2 separate regions of the Columba livia genome follow, and region 2 is linked to region 1. The links are chromatin contacts, called in public Hi-C maps. All regions are on one chromosome and are shown on one strand. The core of a region is the stretch at or near the end of the contact, and the rest is flanking DNA. Distances in the headings are between cores, read along the strand shown.

Region 1 (5,090 bases), core at 86-2,585:
GCTATGTTCACCAAAACATGTATCTGGTTCTCCAGGAAAATGCAGCTAATATGAAGCTTTAGCTGACAGGCAAATTCACTAAAAGAGAAACTTGTTTTTTAACAAAACCATGACAGTGGGATACAGCAGCAGCACTTCTGTTCCACCAGAGTGGGAATTTCTGATCTGAAATCTAAGAATTAAGTAAGATATCTTACGACGTTTGTTGTCAGTATGTTCAGAGTAGAAGAACTAAAGTGTTGTGCTGCAAGTCCTAAAAGGTGGGAGAAGAAAGATGGTGACTTGCCTGGGGAAAGATCAAGAGAACTGTGACCATTTCCAGCCATGAGGGCCTCAGCGCCCCAGCACAGCTCGGGGGGACAGTCAGAACAAGGGATGAGCACAAAATTATAGAGCAGCTCTGGTCCATGATATTCATGTTGCAGCGGGACATGGTAGTTTTGATTTGAAGCAGATCAAATCAAAGTCCCTGTTATGTAGAGGTTAAAGGCCACTCACTCGATTGGGTCTAAAGTCCAAATTAAACAGCCAAAGTGACCAAGTTATTTTAGTTCTGTGACATCGGTTCTATTTTTAGATTAGAATGTTCTTTTTAAAAATCATGGAAAATGAGAGACAGGCCCTAGTTATAAACCAGCGAGTGTTCTACACTTGCTGTTAATTACAGACCTTTTAATAGTTGAAAAATACTAAACCAAGGATTTTGGTTCAGCCAGCTATCAGAAGAGGACTCAGAAAAAGGTTTTATATCTTAATCTGAATTCACTGGATTTGCTGAAGATTTTTGCAGATTGACGCTTTCTATTTGTTTACTACTTTCAACAGCTGCATAAATACATATGGAATTTGGAAGGTCATAAATTACATTTCCTCGTGCCTTGGGTTTAAGACTCTGGGATCATTGGTCTTTTTTAATGACTTGCATGCTTACTAAAGTACAGAAATGTTTCATAAAATATACTATTAAAATGCAGGTGTGTTTCATTTGGCCATTCATAATTATTTAGGTGGTCACTTTTCCCATATCTGTTACTGAACCGCTGTTCTTGGGGGCCAGATATCGGAGCCTTCCCAAGAGGAGCCTCAGGGCTGGGCTAAGTGCCCAGTGTTATCCAGGCAGTGTCACTCTACAGCCTTATCCATTATATGGTGACAAACTCAAGCCAAACAACAGATAGGTTCCCCAAACCTGCACCTGATTGTGAGTTGTGTCTCCACCCGTTGGACACAGGGCAACAGCACCTCAGCTCAGGCCCCAACTCATCACAGATGTCACAAGCTGCTTCTAAAATGCCTGTTTCTTTTTTTTTATTATTATTTCTTTCAGGGATTACAATGGTGGACACAGAAATGCCGTTTTGGCCCATTAATTTTGGAATTAGCCCGGTGGATCTGTCTGCGATGGATGATCATACACATTCCTTTGACATCAAGCCATTTACCACTGTTGATTTTTCAAGCATTTCTTCACCGCACTATGAAGATATTCCTCTTGCGAGAGCTGACCAGACAAGCTTTGACTATAAATATGATATCAAGCTCCAGGATTGCCAAAGTATGCTTTTATTTAAAATATTTCCTTCATGTTCCCTTTGTGTCATTCTCTGGAAAGTGTACCATCAGCACGAGGATTCAGAAGTATTCAGATGCCTAAATGCTGTGTCACCAGAGGTGACCATAGGATATCCTTGCAGGGCAGGCAGAATACATATAGCAAACCTTCACCCTCCCAGAGCAGCAGCTGGAGATCAGGCAAGATAATAGAAAGTATCTAAAATGACGTTAAACACTTGGTGAACCCCAACCATTTGTTTCTGAAACCTCCAGTCTCCTACTCGTGTATCCAGTGTGCGAATTGTCCTTTGAAGCTCTGTGAACACGGTGCAGAATAAATAGCCTGGCTGTTAAAAAATGCCCCAGCATTCACAGCATGTTCATTATTAATTTGTGTAGCTTTTAAATTCCAAACAGCCTAAGAAAATGATGGAGTAGAAATAGTGGCTACATCTGAGTCACGACACTGATATGAGTTTAATCAAGAAAGCCAAGAAGGCCAACGGTATCCTGTCCTGTATCAAAAACAGCGTGGTCAGCAGGACAAGGGAAGTGATCCTTCCCCTGTGCTCTGCATTGGGGAGGCCACACCTGGAGTATTGTGTTCAGTTCTGGGCCCCTCAGCTCAGGAAAGAGATTGAAGTGCTGGAGCGGGTCCAGAGAAGAGCAACACGACTGGTGAAGGGACTTGAACACAAGACCTATGGGGAGAGGCTGAGGGAGCTGGGCTTGGTTAGTCTGGAGAAGAGGAGGCTTAGAGGTGACCTCATCACTCTCTATAACTACCTGAAGGGAAGTTATAGCCAGGTGGGGATTGGTCTCTTCTCCCAGGCAGTCAGCAACAGGACAAGGGGCCATGGGCTTAAATTCTACTAGGGGAAATTTAGGCTGGAGATTAGAAAGAAATTCTTTACAGAGAGAGTGGTCAGGCATTGGAATGGCTGCCCAGGGAGGTGCTGGACTCACCGGCCCTGGAGGTTTTTAAACTGAGATTGGACATGGCACTTAGTGCCATGATCTAGTAAACGGACTAGAGTTGGACCAAGGGTTGGACTCGATGATCTCTGAGGTCTTTTCTAACCCAGTCGATTCTGTGATTCTGTGATTCTGTTATCAGTGTTCCAAGTGCAGGCATAACCATGGATTATTTATACACTATGAAAAACGCTCCTCTTGTCAGTCGTGGTAAAAAACTTACACGGAACTCTCCTCTTGAGACAGGAGGTGACCTGTTCCTAAATGAGTTGTTCCTGCGTTCCTGCTCCAGGTAGGAATGTGAGGAACTCTTAGAGATGCCCTTCGCCTGCTTCAATCTGACTTCACTCTTGGTGGTAGCAATCTGGACAGGAATTCCTTCAGGGAATTCTCGTGTTTAATTTTGGTTGCACAGCAAAGCAAGTGCTGCGTACCTCCGCGTTACTTAGGAAATGAATTCAAAGACAGTTTTCCAGCTAGTAATTTATTTGTCTTTTGTTTAATTAGAAATGTCCATAACAATTTAATAGCAACCTAGAGAGCGCAGTAGAGTCTCTTTGTCTCTACTTAGATGAATTTCCACTTTTCCTTCTTCTTCCTAGTTTATATAGGAAAGAAAACTTTCTAGTTTGTATAGTGCAGCCAGTCTGGAAGAGAAAAACATTCACCTTATTGTAACACGACATCTGCTACGTTGCTCCCAGATGTGATATGATGTAATGTTATAGTGTCAAATGTCACCGCTTGATTTAAAGAGATCATATTTGGTTGGCTGAGCTTGTTCAATATTCCAAATTGCTCTTTTAATTAGAAACTTTCAGAAGAGAAACGAAGCTCTGAACTGCATCCAAAGCTGAACAGTGTTGGCCAAAAAAAAGAGATAAATTTATTTAAATAACGAATATTATATTATCTAATATATATGTATATATATATATAACCAAACAATATATTATTCAATGTATATGTCTATTCGATACTTAAATATCTTCTAGACTCGATTAGAAACTCCAGTCAGTCTCCCTGCAGTAGTTCTGAGTATCTTAAGGTAACCCAGCCAGATTAGATACTGAGAAAAGCAAGGCCTTTCAAGCGTGAGGCCGCTGTATAGAAATGTTTAATATCAGAATCTGCCTCTTGAAGGTTTTTCAGCCTATATCCTGCCGGTGAAATAGCTGCTGCCAGCTGACATCCCTTTACGTCCTTTCTTTACTACTCAGTTTGTATTTTAAAGCAGCCCTATGAATCTTTGTTAACTGTAACTGCGTGCGATTATTCCTTGCTGCTTCTTCTACATTTTGACTTAGAGTTTCTTGTTTAAATCTTCTCTGTCCGCAGGTGCGATCAAAATGGAGCCTCCTTCCCCACCCTATTTTGCAGAAAAGGTTCAGTTGTACAACAAAGCTCACGAGGACCCTTCCAACTCGCTGATGGCCATCGAGTGCCGCGTGTGCGGGGACAAGGCGTCCGGGTTCCACTACGGCGTGCACGCCTGCGAGGGCTGCAAGGTGCCTTTTTGGTGCTTTTCTTCTACTTTTGTCAATTAGGCAATTGTATTTCATTCCTGCTGTCTTGGAAGTCCCTTGTAGAATCTGAATTCATACAACGCCGCAAAAGGTGGTGAACACCCAACTCCAAAAGCTCGATACTCTGAGCTATTTAAAATTCAGGCTTTGTTATTCTGATTGATTAGAGTTTCTTTGCCCCGTTTACACGTTTCTTGGTGACTACTGAAAATTCTGGTGGCATTAAAGAATGTGGGTTTCTGCTGTGAAACTCCACAGGGTATTTTTAATGTTCAATGATATTTAGTGTTTGTAACACATAGAGGACAAAGGAATGGTAGAAAAATTGACCATCCTCAAGAATTAGAAAAGAAATGCCAGAGAAATAAATTAATAACAATTCATTGAGTTCAAGGAAAGACATCACAGAGTTTGATGTGAAATTCTCATTTTCTCTATTCTCAATATCTTGAGAATAACTAATAGTAAAGACCCAATGCAGAGCTTAAATGAAATTGGAGCACTGAATTAGGAACACAAATAAAGCAATAAGTATTCTGTTGATTACTTAAATTACGAGGAGTGATATAAATAAGAGTTGGCATTGTGCTTTTATTGTTGTTATTGTTCGCTGTGAGAAAAAATCAATTGCTACAAGCAACGATGATAAATTTGGGTAAAGAACATAAATCCTCTTTAAGTGCTCAGACTCAAAATCAATCTTTGAAATAGAATTAAAAAATCATTAGTTGGGAAAGAAAATTTAAACAGATAACACATACCTCTTTGTATTTCCTTGTGATCAAACTGCTGGTGGCAGAAGTTTTGGATTGTTGTGATTTATATAACATTTTCTACATTGGTAGTGGACTTCGAATTTTGAAAATGTCATGTTCACTTAATAGCGAAATGTCTCGAAGCAGCGGAACAATCAGAGCTTTGCTTCCATGTTTTTATGTTTATTTCAGGGCTTTTTTCGACGAACAATCAGACTAAAGCTAATTTATGACAGGTGTGATCTTAATTGCCGCATCCATAAGAAAAGCAGAAACAAAT
Region 2 (5,017 bases), core at 1,632-4,131, 38 kb after region 1:
TGCTTTCTTAATGTCTGCTTCTATTAGGCAATTTCATTTGCCATGGGGATAACACGCAATCAGGGCTGGAAGAAGCAGCAATGTTTGCACACTGTGGGCGGGAGAGGTGAAAATTTTCAGTGGATGCATCCAAGAACAGAAGGAGAAGGGTCTACAAGGCAAACTTTTCATTTCAATGTGGTCCAAGCATCCAAGTGTGGGGAACTGCTCCTTTAGCAGAAAATACAATATGCCTTTAACAGGTTGAATTGAGCAAGAAATATCACGTCCTCAGCTGTTGCTACTATGCTTATGGCTCTAAATGAGCTTGTTACTTATTACTTTCAAACACAGAAATGCTTATTCTATGCATATGTCCATACAGTTCTCATTAGCAAAGGTTTATCCACTGAAAGAAACTGCTTTACTTTTGAATGTTCTCACCAATGTCCTGGGATAACAGGAGCTGCAAGTTAATTGTGTTTCATCAAAGTGTTTCCTTTACTGAGTTGGGTTTTTTCCATTTCACCAGTAACAGCATTTTCAGATCTGGAGCTGCCAACAAAGCCTGCAAAACCCCGCCTTTGAGACAACAAATAGACTAACTGTATGTTTAATTACCTGTGTGAACGTGCAATCCTCAAATTTGCTCATAAAAAGCAAGAGCTGTTGCAGGAGCACAGGCTACACCTGCTATTCTGCAACTGTACCGTGTTACCCAAAGTTTTGTACATTTTACTTCGAATAAACCTAATTCAGAGAAAGGAAAACCATACACCAGTGCTCCTCGGCAGCCGTCCCTCTTGCAGACTTCTGCCACCAACCTCTATTTTTTCCCTTCGTTCAGGACTCTCAGCTCCTGCCTTGAAACAGAAGGATGGGTTAGAAGATCTCTTGGCCCCTTCTAGCACTGTTCTTCTGTTTCTGTGTTCCAAGCTGTGGTATTCAGGTCCTTCTCCAACCCTTTCATCTTGCTTCTTCAGAGAAGAAAGAAAATTTGACTATAAGAAATAATTCTTCCAACTAGCTCTGGGAAATCTGTCCCTGAAGCAAATCAAAGAAATCAGTGTTTATCTGTTTCTCAGCATAGCTATTTTCCCTGTTATCAGCTGGCTGAAAGCTGTGTGCAGTAGCCTATAGCTGAAGTGAGCCTCCAATCTTTCCATCAGCTTTTGCAGTTGCTCCCAGAAAATATAATGATGTTTCATTATTGTTCCCACATTGCCCTGAGGTTGGTTACGGAATGTACTGAGGCTACACACCGTTGGCCAAGGTCTAATAGAAAGAAGCAGGTAGAAAAATAAAATACTATTTTAATTTCCTGCCATATACTAACCTTTTACTACACCCAAAGCAAAGAAGGATTATAAATAAGATCTTACTTTTTGTTTGTCACTTGATTGATGAGCTGTTTAAGTAATTCTCACTAAATGTATTTAAAACATATTTTTCCCTGCCACAACGTGCTCTTGGATTTCTTCTCTGGGAACTTGTGTTTACAGAGCTTTGTAAAGCCTAAGTGCTGCAGCTGAGTTAGCGAAATTCCTTGGCTTGCTTTGTAGGATTGGGCATATAGACAAAATACTGGAGTGACAATCTGTAAGCAGAATACCGCTGCTTCCATTTCTGACAAACTGATAGCAGTGCTTCACTGCCGGATGATAAAGAAATGACGAAATTATCAGCAAGAGAACTTTGTGACTTACAGACTGTACCGATGTCTGATTATGACTCCAGTTGGGGAATACAGAATTGGGTAAATGTGTAACCAGAGCAGTATCAAACCAAGCCCCTCGGCACTGGCCTGGCAATGCTGGCCACCAACAGGGAGCCGGTGACTGATTAACTGCGCAGCAATCACCGCGCTGAGGCAGATAGCGCCGGCCTCTGTCTGTGGGTTGGACTGCACTGTGTTTACTAAGGTCAGTCATGGTCCCCTGCCTGTTCTGAAATAAACAATGCAGAAACGGGCATTATTAAAAACCAAAAAAACCTCCAACCTCTTGGTTGTTTTCATTAGGTGATCACTGTGTGCCCACTCCCGTCACCTACATGGCCGCAGACATTCCTTCATCAATAATTCTATAGAAAACAAGGTGAGCACTCAGAGCAAAATGCTGCCTGGATCTTGTATCCACACGTGAGTGTTTCATCTCTGGTTAACTGGCTGACAATTAACTCAAAGTAGATAATACCTTTATAAAATATGGTTTGGACACTCCCCAAATATTTGTTGCAGATGACAACTGTAAACTTTTGTCCTTGTTCTGACCCTGTTTGGCAGTAGGATATCAACCCCATGCGTATCTACTGTAAAGAATCTCAGTCCAACTGCTTTTTTCACTTTGTTCAGAAGTGCAAGGTGCAGGCAGCTTTTCACAGGCACAACATTTTCTCTTCCCAGTCTGAGAAAGAGCGTGTATTGTTTTGTTTCACAAATTACTTCCCTAAGCCAAACTCATGAGGGAGAATTGCTCTCCATCAAAATGCGGGTGTTTCTAGGGCCAGAAAAAATGGTGAAACAGAAGCACTTTTAATAAAAATAAACGCTACTTTTATTTCCTGTTAGAAACTGTTGTGCTCCTTGAAGGATGGAGTATTTTGTGACAAATGTTCTCATTCCTCTTTTATTTTTAATCCAAATTCCCAGCTGTCATTGGCCTCAGGTCACATGCTATTTGTTCTGCCTGAACATCCTCAGATGATAACAGAAGTCATTGTGAGTCATTTTCTGAGAAAGAGAGGCTGCATTGCATATTCTGTCCAGTCAGAGTGGGAAAAATGCTCTCAAACACAGCAAAACAAGAGAATTCCCTTGATGCCTTCTGTGTGCAGAGAGGTAAATTGCGCACCTCCTTTCCCACACATCAGTCAGTGAGGACTGTCGCAGTGATGGCTGTTCACAATGAGCAAAAAGGCTGTTCTGGCACCAGAGGAAGGGCCAGCAGAGCGTGAGCTCATGGACAGGAGGAGCAACGTGCCAGATATCAGGGAGAAAGAGCTGGAAATCCCTTGTGCCAAAGTGGGTTAAGGTATCTGTGAGCAGAATCACAGTGTGAAGAATTATTGGCACCCTTCTGAAATCCAAGCAGTAGTCAGATAATCTGGCTTTAAAAATACTGATTGAATAAGTGACTCACGTTTCTGACCACCTCTCTTCAGCTGCCTGTCTTCTGACTGTTCATTTTCACTCTATGTTGTTTCAGCAAGCAGCTAGATGACATCTAAACATCTTAAGTGGGCTAAGCTGCTCTGTTCCCTGGACTTCTCTTCCTGCCTCCTTGTCTTGGTGGCCTGGGAATTTTTGGTGGCTGATCATTAAGTCTCACTTTGTTTTATGACTGCCTCCAAAGAGGAAAACCCTCTCCCGACATTGAGAAGCGAGTACCACTGAATTTATGGCTATACGTCACTGTTCTGTTCGTGGAGAAGAGAACAGCATCAGTTACTTAATTAACTATTTGCTGTTTCTCGACAAAATAATGACTTGTTTTAAACTTCTTGAGCTGTCCCTACTGCCTCTGAGCCAGCACCCTTTCCTGCAATCAGTGCTCCAAGGTGCAGGGTCCATCATGTTGAAGAATTGGTGGTTTGCCCCCCATTCTGAGCCAGAATAGACAAACAAACTTTGAAATGACGGGGGGATGGAATTTTCAGCCCAGTCCAGCACATGTACCACCGCAGCACACATGGGGAGGTCTCTGGTTTGCTGCTTGTGACTGTCTTTGACAGAGAGACTCAAGACAGCTAATATACGACATTTAATACCCTGACTCTACCTCACAATCATCCAGTAGCTTGGGATATTATATAGAAAGAATTTTTCTTTTATTTTCACAACTAGTAACTCCATGACATGTAATGGGCAGGATCAACAGCCTGTATCATCTGCTGCTTCTGCCTGGATTTGTGAACTCCTACTAGGGTTTTGTTTTACCCATTTATTCCCTCCTCTGTTTGTATATACAAGTCAAATGTTTGGAGAATTAAGTTTGTTTACCTACAGAATGGTACAATTCTGACAGCAAGATTGTAAGTACCTGTTTGTGAAGTCACTCATGGCTACAGATCCCAGCCTGGAATGCCATGTCTAGGAGTGCGTATTAATTTAGCATTTGTAACCTTTTCTTCCTTGTTTTTGCTGAGATGATTGACAACAGGGCTTACTGACTGACTGGGTCCTTTTCCTTTTGAACGGGAGTAAAACCGACTTGTCTTCTGTAAAGTGCTGTGCAATACATATAGCTTCTGTCTGTATTTCATTACCTTTGCACTAATCAATAGTTTTGCCGATGTATACAGAAGTTAAAAAGAACTTTATGTACAATATAAAATATTTTTCAAGGAACATAACATTTGTTTAAAGCAAAAATAATGCCTGCTTCATGATGCAAGGTCCAGCATTGCTAGCATTAGCATATTTTCTAACATTCTGGAGTTCTTGTAACTGAACACAGTGCTAATTCTGAAATCTTTTTGTAAATGAACACAGCCAGTATTGCATTCACCAGCTTACCAGAGTCTCATGGGAACCACAGACATTTGCACTAGCACCGAATTTGTACCCTGAAATTTTGGATACTAAAAGCTGCAGATAATACCATAGCTGACTTGCTGCTGACTAGAGGTAGTTATATATTGGCCAGGCAATTTCTGTAGAGATTTTTAAGCTTTCACAGAAGAAGAAATTAAATAATTTATTGTCTGAGCAAATCATACCTTTTGTGTGGAACTGTGTTAAGGGTAGCTTTGCATCCAGACTCGTAACTTGAATACAGCCTGAACTATGAGGCAACGCACGGAGATGGCAGGATGCTGAGGGAACAAAATGACATTTCTTTGCGTTTCACCCAGCAATTTCAATAAAGAGAATGCAAGTTATCTTATTCTGCTAAACAATACAGGCAAACAAATTGCTGTATTCTGACTAGCCAGAGGAGGAGATTATCTTTTGCAACTGGTCCGTGTCAAGTAGTGTACATAGAAATTCAAATGAGTCTTTTACAAGTACTGATGTAAATCAAACCTATTTACTAAC

Evidence for each region. Hi-C and Micro-C count contacts between places; a contact is called where the count stands out from the background.
Region 2: a Hi-C map of liver shows a contact between it and region 1, with 2.1 times the contacts expected there. The contact joins the enhancer-like site here to the promoter of PPARG in region 1. A contact is called at or near these places in 2 of 2 Hi-C or Micro-C datasets (crop and liver).

Annotation. Positions count from the first base shown.
Region 1 is chr10:1,327,085-1,332,174 of bColLiv1.pat.W.v2, forward strand. It overlaps PPARG (peroxisome proliferator activated receptor gamma), which reads left to right and starts at 1,336. Exons shown (of 6, transcript NM_001282827.1): 1 at 1,336-1,555; 2 at 3,868-4,037; 3 at 5,003-5,090. The coding sequence starts at 1,336.
Region 2 is chr10:1,363,385-1,368,401 of bColLiv1.pat.W.v2, forward strand. No RefSeq gene overlaps it. Among named protein-coding and RNA genes, the nearest start is that of TSEN2, 20 kb to the right of the region's middle. Within about 2 kb of position 2,882, at least 1 of the 3 cell types and tissues checked has an H3K27ac peak away from gene starts, as active enhancers do.